Linked DNA regions of Mus musculus: region 1 is linked to region 2. A link is a contact called in public Micro-C data. All regions are on one chromosome and are shown on one strand. Each heading gives the region's core, a stretch centred on a gene start, on an enhancer-like site or on the middle of the called end of the contact. The rest is flanking DNA. Distances are from core to core; before and after follow the strand shown.

Region 1 (6,870 bases), core at 1,044-3,543, 100 kb after region 2:
GAGTAGCCATATCCAATCAAAAGACCCTTCTTTAAGAAATAAGGTGAAGAACAATCAAGAAACACTTCTAAATATTAGCCTTGGGCCTTCATAGAACCCCTGCGACACATGCACACCATATACACAGACATATGTAATTTAAAAGTTAAACAAAAATACTAGCATAGGCATCACATTTTCTTCCGACTTCCCACAGGATATACTACTACACAATGTGCATCATATACTATATTAAATAGTATATCAAATCATGATATTTCACCTTATTTCCTACTTATGACATATATAACAACCCTAAGACCAAGTACTTTCTCACTTTTTTCCTTTATCTCTGGCACCTAAAAGAGCAATGTGCCGCTGTGTTCAACACATAGATATAGAGCTGAGCTGAAGAGAAGTTACCAGCCAGCCGCAGTGATACTTTCCCGAAATCCTATACTCAGGAGGATTACGAGTTCAAGGCCAGCCTGGACTAGGGAGTGTTGTTAGGCCCACCTAGGCTACATATTATGCCCGTGTCTCAAAATAAGGAAATAAAGAAACAGAGAAATAGCGGCTACTAACCTCTTCACCATTTTTCTTCTTTCCCAAAGCATACTGTTTGGTTGCTTCAATAAACCGTACAGGAATATTATACACTCGCTTGTTAAAGAACGCAACTAGGGTGTACGGCTGCTTGGAATCATGGCCAGAGCTCTTCCGAATAAGAAACGATCCATCCTGTTTAGGCAGAATGATAGTATTAGTTATAGTTCCTTAAGCTAGATTCAGTTTGTGAAGAGTATTTTATCACTTTCAGATAGTATTTAGCTCCATGGTTTTGTTCTTGATTAGAATTTGTTGTATTATTTTCCATGAATAATACTGTTTATTAAAACGGATACTCAGACAAACTTGAGTGAAGCCAGTACTAGCATGTAATGTGCCGACTGAGGCATTGTGCTTGCTGGGATTTAGAAACATAAAAGGACACGGTAAGATCACTGACGAGAGTCTTTCGAGTTAGAGCCCATGTTTATAAGTTCCTTAAGTAAAAATCTAGACAGTAGGAAGGCAGAGGCTGGAAATTCAAGCTTTTAGCTTAAGAAAACGTTCCCCTCAATAGATTTATTTTAAGGTAGAAAAACTATTTAAAAAATTCAACGTGTATTAAATATTTTATTAAAATAGCTTAGAATCATACATTTAAAAAATTATAGCAAAACATGACCTAAAAGATAGGAAGAAGAAATGCAAAACTGGTGTTCAGCCTTAGGAAGGAATTTGAAAAGACAAAAAAGACCTATTATTTATTCCTCAGAAACAAAGGAATAAAATTTACGAGGTTTCCATAGACTAAGTAAGGTCTAATAGATTTCATGTGTGACCCAAAGTAAGCCAACGGAGACAGCCACAGCGTTTAAAAATGGACTGCAGTGTCGTGGGCCAGACTGTGATGACCACCCAAGAGTCACAGAGGCCTGAGGACAACAACTCTGAAAACCTTGCGGCTGACTGTCCTGGCTCCAAAGGCGGCGGACGGAGTCAACCAAGGCTCACCGTAACAGTGACAGCAAAGCTGGAACCTCACCGACCTCTGGGAAGCCCTGACCATTTAAGCACAAGCCCGATAGCCCTTCCCTGGGGGACTAGCTAAGGAGGTCGACAGGGGTTGGTTCAAAACACAAGCCTCTAGGATTGTGAGTCATAAGAAAGTAAGGATGTGATTGGCCCATTCAAACAGGTTGTTATTGCTCCAAAACACACCCTCTCCCCAACCCAGTCTCTCTCTAGGGCCACCTTTCCTGCACTGGGCCCCATACAAGGGAGATCTACTTTTTCCCTAACCAGAATGAGCTGGACAAGAAAGAAGCAAAAACCGAGGAAAACTTTAACTTGTTGGAGGCAGCCTTAGAAGGCCTTCTGATCTACCGACGATTTCCGTCTAGGCAGAGCAAAAAACCCTCAGCAGCTGATTGGTGACATTTTCCCAGGGATTTGAGGGTTTTTTGTTTGCTTGTTTTTGTTTTGTTTTTTAAATGGGAGAACAGAGGAAGTGAAAAGGAAACTTTAATCTTCCACTGTCCCATCTGTCCCCAGTGTTGAGCTCTCAAAAAAATGTTTCTAGGTCTATCTTCTGCCTTTATCTATATCCTAAGTCCCGTGAGTTGGTTCAAAATAGCCTGTCCTCTCTTCCCTTGCTCCTCAGAGCCTGGGCTCCGGCTGCATCAGGTCTCCCCAGACCTCCCTGCCTCCTACTTCTCTCTATTGTTTGAGGGTAGTGGGCCCCCTGGAGCCTTGAATTGAAAGACAAACAGGAAGGAGATGAAAGAACAAAGCAGCAGGTGCTCTGAAGGCCAAGTACCCGGAACTTGCCCCTGCCCCTAACCCATGCAACTACTAGTTGGCTTAAGTTTTTAGGTGTCCCAACCTTGTTGGATCTGTGCAAGGCCTCTTCAGCAGACTTGCGGTCACAGGCGCCAGCATACCAGGGCTTACCGAGCAGTTCAGCCTCCTGGGAGACAGAAGCATTGTGAAACAGGAGATGGTTCTCAAAGGAAATGAAAATTTAACCTATGTGCTTAAGTGGCCCATTTTGCAAAACCAAAGACGGGAACAATAATCAACATCTTTACCAGTAATGTCAAAATGAGTTTGTTTCGCGCTTCCTTTGAACAACCACAGAGATTATGTGGCTAGCTAGCTCATTCCCATTTGGCCTTAAGCTGTAAATTTAGTCTTAAAACATAAATGGACCTCACTAGATTCCTGAAGCATTTTTCTCCTGAATGAATTATTTACTCTTTTTTTTATTGTGCTAATATTCTCTTTAAAATTTTTTATTTATTTTTATTTTATGTGTATTGGTGTTTTGCCTGCATGTATGTATCAGTGTGGTTGTTTGATCCTGGAGTTACAGTTGTAAGCTGCCATGTAGGTGCTGGGAATTGAACCTGGGTCCTCTAGAAGCGCAGTCAGTGCCCTTAACTGCCGAGCCATCTTCCCAACCGTGTTTTTATTTATTCTTGATGCTTCATAGAGTGCTTCATCATGTCAGTGTGTGTGTGTTTATATGTGCATGGGAGTGGGTGCACCCGTGCACACAAGCACATGTGCAAGTGTGCCACATATCATCACTAGATGCTGCTTCCTCGGGCGCTGTCCTCCTTGCGTTTGAATGAGCATCACTCACTGGGATGGAGCTCAAGGACTAAGCTAGGCTGGCTGCCAGCCCACCCTGGGGATCTCCTGTTTCTGTCTCTCCCGGCTGGGATTAGAAGTACACAGATAGCATCTCACTCCTTTTTTTATTTCATTTTCTTCTATTCTATTTTTTGGGGGGTGGAAATCGGATTCAAATCCTCAATGCAACTTGTTCACGTGTCACCTTCAAGGGCACACAGTGTCCTTTCTGTCTCTTTATGCTGTTCCGTTTGATAGAGGCTTTAACATCCTAAGCCTCCACAGGTCTATTCTGAGGAAATTATAAAGTTTAAATAAATGTGAGAGGACTAACAACAAAAACAACACATTCCCTCATTGTTTTAAAGAAACACTGTTATTTGGGGCGCCTGGAATAGAAACAAGAATAAATGGGGCGAGGTCTCTCTTAGTCACTGAAACAAACAAACAAACAAACAAACAAACACAACAAAACAAAAAAACACAGGACATTCTGCATCCATCGGACCAACTCAGTTAAAATCCAGACTCCATCCTGAGCCATACTCCAAGCTGTCTTCTCAGAAGACATGCCCTTTCCTGAAATCCACTGGAAATAATCCACCGATGTCAAGCTCATGCCCTACCTGGTCTGCAAACGTCGAATTAAATGGGAAGCTGTGGAACGGTCCATCTGCAGCTGGGCTCCCCGCTTCTGGGAACCCTGGAAGAGATTTGAAAACTCCATGAATCTTCAGTCGTTTCTGTGCAGGTACAGTGCCTCACTACTGCAGGAGCTCTCAGGGCCACACACAGAGCTGAAAACTCCTCAGGACTGCTCAGAGCGGGGCTTCAGGACCCCTTTAAATCCTCAAGATCCTTCCAGATGTTTGAGAGGTCTTTGTTGTTGGCAAATCTCATCTTTGAAAAGCCTAAGTTTTCCTCACCTATTGCAACAAGCATAGCAATAGACTGTTGGCTCCAGAATTTAAAAATTCTGCCAAGGTGGACCTGGCAATGCAGTCTGTAATATTAGTTACTAGGAAACTGAGGCAGGGGGAGCCCAAGTTCAAGGCCAGCCTGGGCTACACAGTGAGACCCTGTCTTAGGAGTAAGTAAAATTTGTAAAATGTAATCCAGTGCCGCTCTATAGACACACACACAAGCACACACATGTTATATTTAGTTTGGAATAGTTTTCATAAAAATATTTATGTTAGTGTCTAATGAGTCCAATGTAATTTTCAAATGGGTTATTTAATAGTTTTATTTTTTAAGCTTTAATAATGAGAAGCAGTCTCTTCGTGCTCCATTGTGAGACTTATCCAACGCATAAAACAAGGAAGTAGTCAATCCACATATCCATGGCTCTAACTTACAGCTTTGAAAATGACCTATTTGCTAACTTTGTTATATTTTTGTCATTAAATTAATTAATTATTTTTATTTTATTATGCAGGGTAATTTTCACGAACACATATAAAGGATTTTGACATGTCTCCTCCATTTCCTTTCACTGACAGCTTTAGTTTGTAACGTATTTATTATTAATAAAAGAAATGTTTAAACAAAAGGTATTTTTGACTCACCAGGGAATTTTAAAAGTATTGAAAGTGGTTTCAAAGGGAAAATGTTTGAGAATCCTTGCATTAAAGCAAAAACTCCCTCAAGTTTACAGTCTGACTAATAGAAACACAAGAAATAGAGAAAACACTGTTTCTCTCTGTCGTCTCTCTGCCTGATGTGGATCTAGTCATTGGGATATATATATGAGACAACAAAATGTTTTGCCTTCCTGGGAGTTGACTTTTAAAGGGCTGAGCAATCAAGGCATAAGCGACTTTACCCACATAGCATCAAGTGTCTTGGAGTAGGAGCTGTTGCCTTGTTGGAGTGTGTATGGCCTCGTTGGGGTGTGTGTGGCTTTGTTGAAGGAAGTGTGTTTGTAAGGTCATGTTTATCTTGAGAAAATTATACAGTTAATTAACATGTTCTCATTTTAGGGCTTATTTTATAGACATATGTAAAGGTCATTAAAACACATTTCAGATTTATATAAAATACCTATCGCCGATTGAGAATCTTCTAGATGCCAAGCACTGTTCTGGTTATTTTAATCTGAGTTTTGAAAATAGCTGTACTGTATTTTTTTTTTAATGATGCTGACTGATAAGTAAATATTCAACCAATACTAAAGATAGAAAATATCTACCTTTCAAAACAACTCTATGAAATATTTTTCCCCCCATTTTACAGTCAAGGAAGCAAATAAAACAGTGGCACAGTGGAAGTGACAGCTTCATTTGCTCCCAGGCCTGGCCCTACCTTCCACCTATGATTGGCCGTCATGATCTTGTACTTACTTGGCAAGGGTACAGGCTTTTGATGGACAGGTCTGAAAGGAAGAAATGCAGGTTACATGAAAGGTAGAACACAATACAGAATCAGGAGAAGCTGCACCAAAGGATAATTAGATCTAAAGATGGGAGGGACAATAAACCTTTTAGAGAACCAAGATTTTTCCCTTTAGCTTTGAAAAAGGAGGAGTCTTGACTGTAGTACATGCGTTAGATGAAACCCGTAGCCTGAAGTATGGGTCTCTGAGACTCTACAGTCTCGTAAGTTGCTTAATAGCTTTCCAGATTTAATTAAGAAGCAATGAAACACCGATTCCCTGTGCGAGTTTGCATGACAACAAATTCCCATGGCAACAAGAAGAAACTTGTTCTTAAAGGGAAGGATTCTCTTACTAGGGGAAGAACTAGCTCTTGATCTGTTATCCTTGTATTCTGGAGGCTGAAGAAGGAGGGCCTTGAATGAAAGGGCAACCTGGCTGCATGCATAGGGAATTCCAGGAAAGCTGGGCCTATGGAGTGAGACCTCGTCTTTTAAAAACAGACAGACAGATAGACAGACAGACAGACAAACAAACAAACAAAAGGGTGGGTGATGTGGTTGCTTCCTGCTCTTCCAGAAGTCCCGAGTTCAGTTCCCTGGGCCCACATTGTATGGCTCACAACCATGTAACTCCAGCTCCGGGGCCTCTGATATCCTCTTTACACAGATGTAGCATATACTCACATACATACATAACTACAAAATCAAAATGAAAATATTTTAAAAGTATAAATAAGTACAAAACTAATAAATAAATGGAAGGATACTCACTTCTGGGTGGGAGGAAACACTGGTGACTGTACAGTGTCTTGTCTGTGACTAGACCCTCGGTGGCGCTCAGCAGGAACAGGCTTTTCTGGATTAGGAGAGTCTCATATTAGTATTAAAGTGAAATGTCTGTCCCCATGCCCAAATACAGCCTCTTTGATCGGATGTCTTCCCAATATACCCTGTCTTCTAAGGGGTTCTTGGTTTGAGTATGCGCTCTTAGGACCGAGACTCCCTTCCCACAGTGGTACAGGTCCATGCTAGCTCCTCCGGCAGTGTATACAGAGACAGAACCCATGGATACTGGACTTCAACTGTCTGAGCACAGGTGGGTGCCAGGAGATGAGCAGGCTCCACAGCCTCTGTGTAACTCATTCTCTGCTGTCAGTGCAGACTTCCTTCGGGTGTTACCGTTACCTTCCTGTATCTTGATTCGTCATGAGATGTGGTATAAGTAACTTATTGCTGATGAGAGTAAAATCTTAGGATTTATGAATGATCTACTCCTTTTGAAAAAATTAACTGAATCTAAATCCATGTCACCCTCAAATGTGAATATCACTT
Region 2 (6,099 bases), core at 3,011-5,510:
TAACACTATATCTAGAATATTGTCACTCACAAAAGGCAATTACTGTCATAACTATCACACCACTAAGGTTTCTGTGATCTTTCTGCATCTGATCATTCCAGACTACCTCTAAGACTGTAACATACCTTGTGTTGTTCTAACCTTGATCCAGGTCACAGGATTTCCCATCCAGATGCCCTACACAGATGTCCAGGCAGTCATTGATGCTGTGTACCAGACTGGACTTCATGCTTCTGAATTCCCCCAGACAGAATTTGCTTTAGCTGTGTACATCCATCCATACCCGAACAACATTTTATCTGTGTGGGTCTATTTGGCTTCCCTAGCCCGACACCAGTGAAAGAGAACACAGGAAAAGGCAGAGAGTACTATGGTCTCCTAGACCCAAGCTTTCCTGACACCTTGAGGTTTGGCTGCTTATTTTCAAGTTTATCAATGCTGGGCATAATCTGGATTCTTACATAGAGCTGAGTACGATGGAGACCACCACCTCAGCACCCCTCCCCCAGCCTTTGATGACACGTCTAGATGGCATCCTCACCAACACACCTCTTCTGGGAGACTCTTCAGGTAGTCTGGCTGCTTTGTGTACTGCAGTCCACGTTAGATCTCATTCTGGGAAAGAAGCAATTCTGGCCTGATTCGTGATGCTCAACTTGTGGAGGTCAGGACGCCTCCATCCGAGCCATCTGGAGAGTCTTACTAATAAAGAGGATTCCTAGATCCACCCGAGACTTCCTCATCCAGAACCTCTGAGAGGAGAGCGGCAGTATTTTCAACAATCTCCCAGGCGACTGGGATTCCCTGTTGAGTGAGAGACCACCGCCCTTGTGGAATGCCATCAGTCCCAATGAGACACGGGCACATTCAGTGCTAGTGCTGGTACAGTTCCAGGTGAAAATTTCTCAGAGGGAACCCTGAGGTCATATTCTAGCCTGACAGCCAGCAGGCTCAAGATGTAAGAAAAGCCTGTTTCAATTTTGAGTTTAAAAGCCAGAAAAGAGCTATGTCCCTGCTTAAAGAGATTAAACAAGAGAAAACCCCCAATCCCTCTTACTCGACCGAGGGAGGGCAGCCTTTTAACTCTGCTCAGACCTCCAGCTGCCTGGATGAGGGCTGCCCACATTCAGAAGGGCAGTCTGCTCTCCTCAGCTCACCAAGTCAAATACTCTCCAAGCCAGCATTCCCACAGGATAGCCAGGCTATATCTATGGTGTCTGATCACTGGTTACCCTATGGCCCAGACACGTAGATTCATAATCATAATCTATGTCAATTTTAATCAGAAGTAAAAAAAAAATGTATGCTCAATTTCAATATTGATTAACTCTCTGGTAAATTTCAAATTATAAATATCTGTGGATTTTGATCCCAGCTTCCGAGAATAGCATAAAGACTATCCTTACGTTCTGTTCTGTAGTGGCTTAGAAATAGGATCTAGGCTCTTCCTGATCAAGTTCATTACAGGTGCAATCTACCCTTTCTCAACTGCTCCAAGTGCCAAGTGTCAAATATTTTAAAGAAGGATGGCAGGTGTCGTGGCAATAAGAGCAGTTAATGGGCTTATCCAAACTAAGTGGGAGACGATGGTGTTGTAGGCAAAGACACTGGGTGTGAATGTGTTTGCGGTGACGTAAACAGTGCCACAGTGTAAAGTTGTACCAAGGAAACAAATCAAGAACAGGGTCCGGGGCTTCTGGCTCCTAGTGAGTGTTCCGTATCCAAAGGAATTTGATAGAGCCTGAGAAGAGCCCCGGATGTCCCATTGCAGAACGATCCCTAGACTAGGATGTATGGCAAAAACGAGGTGTACAGTAGACCTCGGAATAAGCTACCATTTTACATAAAACGAGGCAAGTGGGCTGTATGTGTGTGCTGCTATAAAGACCTGCATACTTCTGAGAAGATACAACAAAAGACACAGCAGTAGTGGTGCCTCTGGGAAAAGGCCACCTCTGGAAGAAGTGGAGAAAGGAGTCTGCCAGTTAGTATGCATAGTTTTATATTGGTTTTATGGTTTTTTTGTTTTGGTTTGGTTTGGGTTTTTTTTTTTTTTTTTTTTTTTTTTTTTTGCCTTTTGCTTGCATTTATTTTAAAGTGTTTTCTTTTTGACAAAAAGCAATGGCTTTCTTTTCTTTTTTAACTTTTAAATACATTCTGTGTATTTGGTTTACAGTGTTTTGGTTTTTGTGGTACAGTAGCTTGAAGCCAGGGACTCGGGTACGTTGGGCAAGCCCTGTACTGCTCATCCCCCTCCCCCAGTTCTCAGCGCACAGCGTCTGATGAACACGTGCATTGAGTACAGAGAGCTTCATGAAGAATTCTCTCCCCTGCGTGCTCCGATGTTAGTGTCTTGGCTGCCAGAGCGTGGTGGCTTCCGACTGCCGGAAGTGCCCGCAGTCCCAAAAGCCTTCCAGAGAATCAGCTCCCACCCTCATCTCTTGCAACCCAACTCGAGGTTCCATTCTCTGTTGTGCGGGTGCCTTGCCCGGTTCGCTCTGAAACCTTTGCTAGTGTCTTTTGAAGTTTGGATTATCTTTACTGAAGTGGAAAACTGCCCTCTACTTTCCTTCCAAAATGGAACCCTGTCGTGTTTACTGTCCCCTCTGCTGGCATGCCCATCCACCATCTAGATAGCCAGTCGCTTCCCCTCAGGCCTTTGCATGGCTTCCCTATCATAAAACGTCGGCCTATCCACCTATCTAGCCTTTCACTTTGTTTGCCTTACAGCACTTGTTACCGTGTGGTATGGATTTATCTTTCATTTATTATGACTTTTCTCTTCCCAGTAGAATGTAAACTGTGGGAACACAGAGTTGAAGTGCCTTCTGCCCAGCTCACTCTAAAGGGATGAAAAAAATAGTAAGACCGAAATTCCTTTTAGGAATGTAGACTCTAGAGAGACCACCAGAGACATACACAGGCATGAACAAGGATGAATACTGGCATCTTATAAAGAGCCATCTAAGTCTAGAATAATACATGATTTCTGAACCGGTCTCTCCCGGCAAACAACGTGTTCAAAGTAGACTGTAGGACAACCTGCTTATTACAGGATCGCATAGGCAATTATAGTCTGTGACCCACTTTTCTGAAAAGGTTCTTAAGAAAGGCCTGGACCCTAAATCATTTGGAAGCCAAAAGCTGCTTAGTAGTCGTGAATTGGAAACTGAGTACTACTTAAATACCATAAATGACATGGAAATTTTAGCCAGATAACGTCCTTTCCCTCTACTAGTAGTCTCTTCCCGAAATGCACCGGGCTAGGCTGGGTTCTGCCAATTTTCACGTGCATGCTTCCAGTTTCTTCCCATCATTTCCTGAACCCCTGCTCTCCCCAGGCATTGTATAACACTGTCACACAGGGGTCTGCAGCAGCCCTTCCGGGATGGATGCAAATACCAGGGTGATAAGCCATGCTCCCGAAGTGTGCACTCATCCTTTTCTGTACTAGCCCTTTGTCACTCTTCCTCTTTCTAAACAAAATATTCAAAGTAAGGGGTGAGGTCTCATGATTTATGTTTAAATATTGAAGGAAGTCGCTTTACAGTCTCTGGAAAATTGAGGGAACCCATCTACTTCTTTTGGGGTGGTCCTCCAGACACTCTCAAATACAACTGATGGGGTTTCTGTTACATTTCCAGCCCCAGCCAATCGCCTCAATTGACGCTGGAGTGTTCCCACCGTTTAGGGTCTCTTCCTTGACCACCACAGATGGTCAATTACATCCATTATGGATCTGACAAGCCAGGTTGCTAAAGATGTCAATTCCAGTCGCAACTCGCGCGAATCGCCGAAGTGAAAGCAACAAGAAGAGCTGAGTTAGAAGAGCTAAAAGGAGTACTGGGTTTAGAGGGGAGACTGGAGCAGAACTCGACAACCAAAGCGCCTTAGGGACTGGTAAGAGCTAAAGCCCATTCGGAAGGCTTAGGGTAGGGGGAGGATCCCGGAGAGCAGCCCCTCGGAAGTGAGACAGCGGGCCAGATCCGCGCTGCCAAGTTTTAATCCCGGGGCTGAGACATCGCATCTTTCTTTGCCAGCACCCGGGACCCATCAAAGATTCTCTGCAGGTGAGCGGCCCTCGGGCGCCGACAGACCGCGGAGGCTGCAGAGCGAGACCGCCCGGCACCGGGCAGGGGCCCGGGAGACGGAGTAGCACCTGGCTCGGCCCGGCCGCCGATTGGACGGCGAGGCGCGACCCCGCTGTATCGCGAGAGCCGATTGGCAGCGCGGGGCGGCCCGTGCCCCGGCGCTGGCTTTGTACGGCGAGCCGCCTGCCGGTCCTTTAACAATGGGCGGCGCGAGCGCCCGGGTGCTGGGCCCTAGCTGAGGCGGGGGCTTCGCGGCCGACGGTCCGCGGCATGAACGCTGCCGGCGCCCCGTGCACGCCGGCCGGGCTGGGGCTCTGAGGGCCGCGGTTCCGGGTAAGAAACCGCGTGGGCCGGGCAGGCCTGCGGGAGCGCAGCGAGGCGAGGGGAAGCGAGGCGCGGAGCACGGCCGCCCGCCCGGCCTTTTGTTTGCCGCTCCGGGTCCGCGCTGCGGCGGGCGCACCGCAGACCCCCAGGGTGGTGGAGCGTGCGGGGCTGTCGGCGCGGACCTGGTGTCGCGCGCTGGTCACTCTCCATTCCGGCGACGTTCTGACAATGTCAGGGCTCCCGCGCCTAAGTGCAGGCGGCTGAGGTCGAACCCAGAACTCGGAGAGCCCGAGGTGGGCCGTCCCGCCCGGAGCTTTCAGAGCTCGCACCTTTCTGCAGTTCTTGCAGCGGGCGATTGCAGACGACTGGGTAGATCAGGCCTTGCTGGCGTTGGAAGATGGCTCGGGGTCGGGTCAGGTGAAGAGGAGCAGCCGCACGGGGTGACCTGAGATCGCATCCCTGGAGGAGGGGGCGCGGAGGATCGCGGGGGGACTGGGGGGGGGGGGAGTTGCTGGCCGTGACCGCGTCTGGGGCGTGTCTTCCAGACTGAAGTTGCGGCGTCTGGCCGGGCGCACCTCCGGCTTCCATGGAGCTGGAGGGGCAGTGGTGGCGAGGACAGCTGGCTGCGGATATTCACCAGGCGCTTCGGTACAAGGTAACTCCCGAGACCCGACTTTCCCCATCCCGGCTCTTGTGCTTCCTGGAAAGGCCAGTCAGGTTCTTTACTCTCTACCTTCCAGGCCAGAGAAGGCGAGTTTGCTCATTTGTCAAAGTTAATTAACTTCTTCCTTCCCTGGGCTGCATCCGAAGAACCTGTAAATGTGGAGAAGACTGGGGCGTGGTAGTTGGGAGAAGGAAGGTGGATGGTGTTCCGATGTTGCCAGGTCGACCATGGGTGTGTGTGTGTGTGTGTGTGTCTGTCTGTCTGTCTGTCTGTGTCTGTGTGTGAGTGAACAGCCCTCCTTGTTTCGTACATGCTGTTGCATGAAGCTGGTGTAAGCCCTGTACATAACTCAGTTCTCCAACCTTTCCCCAAACCTGCTCTGAGACTTCGGACAACTTAATTTTCTCTTTCTCAGTTTCCTCGTCTGTAAAAGGAGAAATAACAACGACAGAACGTCCTTATGGGGTGATTGTGAAATCTGTTAAGTATGTACTGTGCAGGAACTTAGAACAGTGTAAGAGCTATGTGATAACTTACTGTTCCTTGGTCCTTCAAATCCAGGCTATACAAAAAGCCTTAAGGTGGAGGGAGCTATTCCTTGGTAATGTCAAGTGTAGAAAATAGACACAATGTTCTTAATAGTCATGGGGGGGGGGGAACCTACTCCTTTTGGACCAAAGCCTGGGTATTCTAACTAATGATTATAGGATGGATGTTATAAGTCAGATATATGCGATAGCCCTGCTTCTCTGACAGCCAGAGGGAAGACCCAGAATGATCAACTTAACTCAGTTTCACCTTGGATGAAAACTGGGAAAGGATCGAAACAGCTGACTCTTTAATAAGATCCTGTAGCTTGAGCCTTAGGGATTTTTCAATGATAATAGGTTTATATCTGGTGTATATGACCAAATTAAGCAGATTAGGACATGGAATCTTGGCTTAAGTTGTTAAAATTGCACCCCCAGCTTGAAATTTCCAAAAGTTCTTTAATAGTCCTGGCATTCAGTCTCTTACTCT

Evidence for each region. Hi-C and Micro-C count contacts between places; a contact is called where the count stands out from the background.
Region 1: a contact with region 2 is called in a Micro-C map of embryonic stem cells, with 2.4 times the contacts expected there. The contact joins the enhancer-like site here to the promoter of Ccnj in region 2. A contact is called at or near these places in 4 of 39 promoter capture datasets (the C10 cell line, the HPC-7 cell line and pre-B cells), 2 of 484 Hi-C or Micro-C datasets (embryonic stem cells and pre-B cells) and 2 of 115 datasets of contacts at active chromatin or transcription factors (embryonic stem cells and large pre-B cells).

The regions. Positions count from the first base shown.
Region 1 is chr19:40,933,863-40,940,732 of GRCm38.p6, forward strand. Blnk (B cell linker) reads right to left here. Exons shown (of 17, transcript NM_008528.5): 12 at 6,310-6,394; 13 at 5,505-5,536; 14 at 3,789-3,865; 15 at 2,411-2,494; 16 at 565-720. Among named protein-coding and RNA genes, the nearest start is that of Zfp518a, 43 kb to the left of the region's middle. Within about 2 kb of position 2,294, at least 36 of the 459 cell types and tissues checked have an H3K27ac peak or open chromatin away from gene starts, as enhancers often do. A contact at or near this core is called in the HPC-7 cell line and embryonic stem cells, where this site is marked.
Region 2 is chr19:40,827,019-40,833,117 of GRCm38.p6, forward strand. Ccnj (cyclin J) reads left to right here and starts at 4,261. Exons shown (of 6, transcript NM_172839.4): 1 at 4,261-4,424; 2 at 4,961-5,070. The coding sequence starts at 5,002. Cc2d2b (coiled-coil and C2 domain containing 2B) reads left to right here. Exons shown (of 35, transcript NM_001376940.1): 35 at 152-2,760. The coding sequence ends at 340.